Regions from separate parts of the Mus musculus genome. Here region 1 is linked to region 2. A link is a contact called in public promoter capture Hi-C data. All regions are on one chromosome and are shown on one strand. The core of a region is the stretch at or near the end of the contact, and the rest is flanking DNA. Distances in the headings are between cores, read along the strand shown.

Region 1 (2,768 bases), core at 88-2,587, 53 kb after region 2:
ATGTGCCTATATCTGCATATCTCGCCCCAAACATACATGCTAGTGCTTACACACACACACACACACACACACACACACACGATTGTGCAGGCACACACAGATGTTCATGTGCACATACATGCACAGGCACAAACACATATATGCTTTCATAGGCCACATAGATAAGAACACACATGCAGAGGCACACAAACACATACATAGGCACCACACACACACACACACACACACACACACACACACACACTTCTCTGATTCTAGAAAAGAAGTACTTAAAAATATCCAGCTATTTGAACTTTAGCTAGGTGCCATAGCTCATACTTGTCAGTCTAGCACTTGGGAGGGTGAGGCAGGAGGATCGCCACGAATTTGAGATCAGCTTGAGCTACAAAGTAAATCCTAGGCTAGCCCAGATTGAGGCCCATGTGTCTAAAGAATTAAACTCTGCCTAGTCAACAACAAACAAAGAAGCAGAGCACTAAGGCAAGACCAATGGCGTATTGGAATTATTCTAGGAGTAACAGAGCCAACAGAAGACCATGGCGCCCACCGGCTCTCAGAGGCTGGCCATGGCCATCATGCTTGATTCAAGAGGCAAAAGGCCTGTCAGGAAGCAGGTGGCCAGGCCTCTTCCATCTCCTGGCTCAGCTCTAAGAACAGGTTCTCAGAGGAGCCAGTGAACACTGGAGAAGTACCGGGTGGGGTACCCCACCACCCAAGGCACAATACACCCAGAAATGATCTGTCAGAGAGCCCTTAAGAGACCCTGCAGAGGCCTCATGGCTGAGCCGCCATTCAGGCACCCGTGTCTCCTCACACCTGGCTTCCTTCACTCCTCTAGGCAGGGTGTGTGGGATGTCTTCTTCAACTCTCCTGAACAAACAACATAGCAGCATGGAGCAAGTTAGAGGACACAGCCTCAATATGCAGAGCTGGCTGTTCTTGTCAAATCTGCTGCCCACACATTAGATACATTGGCCAGACCCACTCATGATCAGACAAGCCTTATTTTATGTGCTACAATCTTTTGGCTTGTAGAGATTGACTTTAATGGCTGCATTTACTTCTAGGGTACTTAGGGGGTTCCTGGGCCCTAAGTCTGGGAGATGTCTGAAAAGATTTCCCAAACTGACTGGCTTTGACTGTTTCTTCCTTACCCATCCCCCTCTGTGCAGGAGAGACACATGCAGCATGTAGCAGCCAATATCACCCAGTGGGACCCCTTCTCCAGGCTCTTCACTAGTGACTCTAGTGGGCCAGGCCAGCCAACCCTACTGCAAGTGGCCTGGCTGGTCCTGGAAGCTTTGAGGAGGCGGAGGCGGTGGCAGAGGCGGAGGTGGAGGTGGAGGATCAATTCCTCCCACATCAATATTTATTGCCCAAGAGCTGCTGGAAGCAGATCACCATGTTCTCAGCCTTCAATCTTTTCTTAAGAACCTCTCAGCTCCCCTCCTCCCAGAACTCCACATCTGACAAGGTAGATACAGACAGCCAGACAGGCACACAATCACGACCAATGTCACAAGGCTTCACGGCACATAGTTCTCAAAAGCGGACTCTAAAAACCACTGCAGCCAGGACTGCACATTCTCAGAACCCAAGGTAATTGGGTAGTGCTCCAGGAATCTGACCTCTGTACCTTATATGTGGCACACACAGCAGCAAGCATAGGGAAGTGACTTGCTGCGGAGGCACATGGCTGACCTGTTACCCAGTCCAGTGGACAGCTACCCACGCCTATTGTTCTCTTTCCAAATATAGAGCCCAACGCAGAGTATCTGTCACCAGACACACAGACTCTTGTCCTCCTAAGTGACACTCCTATTTCCAAGGACTCCACTTCAGATTCTGGGAATTTGAATCTTGGCCCCAGCTAGGCAGAACTGAGATTCCAAGCCCGCCCCCTGCCTCCAGAGCCAACACAGGCACTGTCAGCCCAGTCATCCGCTGTCTCTGGGAACCACCACTGCAGAATAAGCATCCTGGGCAAGTCCTGCCCCAGGGCAGCAGAGCCGGTGCCTATCCCATTGGCTGCTCCCAAGTGCTCTGCTGCCTGCCCCCAGCATGGCCAAGAAGGCCTCAGTGGCCTCTCTCTCCATGTTCTTCCTGGTCCAGTCCACCCAGCACCTGGTAAAGCAGGTGAGAACTCCTTGCTTCCTGTCCTTCCAAGCATACCTTTGGGTCTTGAAGCCAGCAAAGGTTTTGTGATTCTGGCCCCTGCTGGCTATCCCAACCTGGGGTGTCTTTGGCCCTAGGTTGAGGTAGCTGACAAGGCTCAGTAGAACAGATGGTCCTGGAGCTTAGACAGACTTGAACTCATATTCTAATAAATTGACCCTCTATTTTAAAAAAAAAATGACAAAAAAGAAATGACCCTTTCAGGTCTACTTGCTGGCTCAAACTTTCTTGTTCTAAGAAGGAGGCCCTCTTCCGCACTTCAATAAACATGCCTAGAAGTACCAGGCCACTGCAAGAACATCTGGCAAGATTTTTTTAAAATAAATTATTCTTTTGCAATTAGAATTACTTAGCAATAAGCACCTTACTTAACTTTTAAGCTGAGGTCTTAACAAGCAGCTCACATAGTTGGGGAAAGAGAAAATGCACAAGGCTTCATAATGTAGTCAAGTTTGTACCCATTCAAAGTAGCAATTGAATTGAAATTATGAGTGAAATTGAAATTATGTTGTCAAAATAGACTTTTCAGACTCATTTCCAGGGTCAGACATACATATCTTAGTAGTAGAGTCCTTGCCACTGCATGTGAAAGG
Region 2 (3,127 bases), core at 464-2,963:
CGTAAGTGTGTTATCTCCGGGGCCCAGGCCAGGCAGAGAAAGGCTGCATGGCCCAAGTAAAGTCATCAGCTGATAGGAACAGCCTCCCACTAGGGAGGTGATGCTCAGAGACCCGAGCCTGGAGAAGTGGCCCGGGAGCCGGCAGGGGCGGCCGGAGCAGGCGCGCGGCGTGGGTCTGCATCCTGCTCGTAGCGGTAGTGGTAGCCCTCCATCTGATCTCTGCAGGCCTCGCGCAAATTGTGCATCCAGCGTTGGATGCCGCGGCGGTTTAGGTAGAGCACCATGAGGAAGATGAGGCCGATGAGTGCCAGCACCAGCCCGAAGAAGACGTAAGAGGCTTCCAACTCCGGGCCGGCGACGTCTATCCCTTCCCCGCTCTCGTGTGCATCGCCGTCGGAGCAACCTAGTCGCGCCTCGTCCAGGTCTATCAGAGGCCGGTCCAACAGTACGCGCGGGGAAGCGCAGCGCAGGCGGCGCGCGTCGGGTACGCGCTCGGTGGCGTTGTGCAGCCAGGCCAGCAGGGGGCGCGAGGTGCACCCACAGCTCAGTGGGTTGTCCGCCAGCAGCAGGCGCGGCTGGGGCAGGTCGCCATCGCGCTCAAGCGCGCTCAGCTCGTCCGGGCCCAGGCCGGCCAGCGCGTTGACACGCGCATCCAGCTGCTCCAGGCGGGGCAGGCGCAGCGCGGCGAGTGGCAGGCGGCTCAGCGCGTTGCCTACCAAGCCCAGCAGGCGAAGCTCGGCCAGGGGGGCCAGAGCGGCGTCCAGTGCATCCAGCATCCCGGGGCTGCCTCGAGCCAGCGCGTGATTGAGCTGTAGTGAGCGCAGCGCAGGCAGCCCGCGAAAGGCGCGGTAGCCCAGGGCGCGTAGCGGGTTGTGGCTTAGGTCGAGTGCCGCCAGGCTGGGCAACCCGTCGAAGGCACCGTCCTCTACTACCTCGATGTTGTTGTGTGTGAGGCGCAGCGCGGTAAGGAGCGGTAGGCGCACGCCGTCCGTCGCCCCCTCGCCCCCTCCCGCGAAGGCTGCGGCGCGCAGCACGGTCAGGTTGGCGCCCACGATGGTGAGGTTGCGCGCGTCGGGTGGCACGTCCCGGGGCGGCTGCCGGAGCTCCGCGCCCGACGCGCAGCGCAACATTAACCGGGGGCTGCCGAAGCAGTAACACTGGAAGGGACAGGGCGCGGCGGGCCGGCTCAGCGCCGCCGCCAAGAGCAGCAGCCCTGGCAGCGGGCTCCAGAGCCCCCGCTGTCCCGCGCGCGGGGCCATCGCGGCCGTCCCCGCATCCAGCCCCCGGCCCGCAGCGCTCACCAGTGAATTGGGAGCGTTTGGAGATGATGGGATGGGGGTGGCACGGGAAGGTGGCTGTGGGCTAGACCTTGACCCGGAGCAGCTGACAGTTCCGACCGGTCCGTCCTCCAGCTTGTAAAGTCCGAGGAGCCTTCACTTTGATGGCTGGGGGCTACAGGGGTCAGGCGGGGAGCGGAGCCCCCCGCCCTCGCTGCCCTCGTCGCCCTGCGCTCCGGCCTCCGACTTCCGCGGCTGTTCCGGGCTCCGAGCCGAGTGGGCAGGGTTTGCCTCCCCCTCCCCGCCTCCTGGCCGCCTCCTCCGCCCCCAGCGGAGTCTCCGCACCTCCTCGCAAGGGAGGCGGGGTGGGAGGCTCCGGAGATGCAGGCTTAGGGCCGCTGCGCTCTCTTGCTCCCCTGCTCTCTAGTTCACGAGCTGCTGAGAAGTTTGGCTCCCCAAGCTCTGACTTGCTTCTTTCCCCACCCCCTTCGTTTAGGCAGCTTCTTTCCTCCTCCCTCCGAAGCACACGTGGGGCGGGGCCCTCAGGGCTGACCTGGCAGGTGGATCTGTGCACCCAGAGAAGGTGGGAGAGTTTAGAGCTGTCCCTAGAAAAGGAGGCAGGGCTGAGGGGTGGGCTGACAAAGTTACTCTTCTTGTAGTCAAGGAAAGGAGCTGTGCTAAGGGAGCGAGCCTGGAAAATCCCTAGCCTTGGATGTCTCCTTTGCGAACCCAGTTCCCTTAGGCTGTGTCTAAAACTCTGCAGGTCCTGTGTGTCCAGTCTTTTATCGACCCTCTTCTATGTTCTAAAACACCCTCTGTCCCCACATCTCCCGCGCCCTAATTCAGGCTGCTCTGCCTCTGCCAAGACCACTCCCATTGGTTCCACCTTTCAGGCTGGGCCCCTCCTAGGCTCAGGGAGCGGTGGGTGGAGTGATTCAGCTCTTTGCTTGCCCACCCCGCCCCAGCACTGAGTACTGCCAGGATACTGTGCCCCTTCCCCTCCAAATTGCCCTACCAGTCAATATTGAGTGGTGTGCCGGTTGGGGAGAGGGCTCTAGGAGCAGGAAAATCAGGAACTGATTTTGTAGTGGAGGGTGGGGGTGTGGTAAAATCCAGGGCTGAGGTGGGGGCTGAGCTGTTAATAGGCTTGTTTTGTTTTGTTTTGTTTTTCTTTCTTTCTGGGTTTTACTTATTTACTTTTTTTTTCCTCCAGAATTGAGAAGCTCAAGACCTGATTTAAAGAGACAGACTCCAGAGGAGGGAGCATTCCTGGTCTTGGCATGAATTATTCAGGTTGGAGAAGCTGACATTTGATCTGCAGGCCATTCGAGTATCTTACTTGGCAGAGCTGGTTGGGATAGAGGCTCCCCTCCTCCCCATAAGCATCAGTCAGTCTCTTTCTCCTGAACTGAAGACTACTGGTTGGTTTCTTCCCTGAAGTTGCATTTAGAAGATCGACCAGCAAATTGAAACCACTTTCTGAGGCATATCCTGCATTCCCTGGGTCTCAGGCAAATACCAACACTAAGGACCAGGCTGGTGATCTTGCTGGACTCCCTCAGCTCATATTGACCTAGTCCTGTCTCCATGATAACCTCCAGATGCTAGCAGATGACAGTAGTAGCTTTTAGAGCTGGACATGTCTGTATACATGGCCACCTGAGTTTACACACGTGTGCCTCTACACAAAAAGGCAAACTTTACACAAACAGACTTACACATGCCCATGTGTGGTCTATCAAATTTATTCTTACTTGGATGTGCATGCATGTGCACGGGAGGCTTGCACACAGCAGTTCCAAACAAATGTGTCTCACATAGACACATGCAGGCACATTCGTGCCTGTGTA

What was found. Promoter capture Hi-C pulls out the DNA fragments that hold promoters and counts their contacts.
Region 1: a contact with region 2 is called in a promoter capture Hi-C map of liver, with 2.0 times the contacts expected there. The contact joins the enhancer-like site here to the promoter of Tpbgl in region 2. A contact is called at or near these places in 10 of 39 promoter capture datasets (the 3T3-L1 cell line, 3T3-L1-derived adipocytes, HPC-7-derived erythroid cells and 5 more), 7 of 484 Hi-C or Micro-C datasets (the AML12 cell line, the G1E-ER4 cell line, cerebellum and 3 more), 5 of 115 datasets of contacts at active chromatin or transcription factors (bone marrow-derived macrophages, embryonic forebrain, embryonic stem cells and 2 more) and 4 of 9 other capture datasets (adipose tissue, embryonic stem cells, liver and 1 more).

The regions. Positions count from the first base shown.
Region 1 is chr7:99,679,209-99,681,976 of GRCm38.p6, forward strand. The region is part of intron 7 of Slco2b1 (solute carrier organic anion transporter family, member 2b1); the gene reads right to left. Among named protein-coding and RNA genes, the nearest start is that of Gm34280, 11 kb to the right of the region's middle. Within about 2 kb of position 1,338, at least 21 of the 459 cell types and tissues checked have an H3K27ac peak or open chromatin away from gene starts, as enhancers often do. A contact at or near this core is called in adipose tissue, hepatocytes, liver and 1 more, where this site is marked.
Region 2 is chr7:99,625,390-99,628,516 of GRCm38.p6, forward strand. It overlaps Tpbgl (trophoblast glycoprotein-like), which reads right to left and starts at 1,714. Exons shown (of 1, transcript NM_001195529.1): 1 at 1-1,714. The coding sequence starts at 1,259. The coding sequence ends at 105.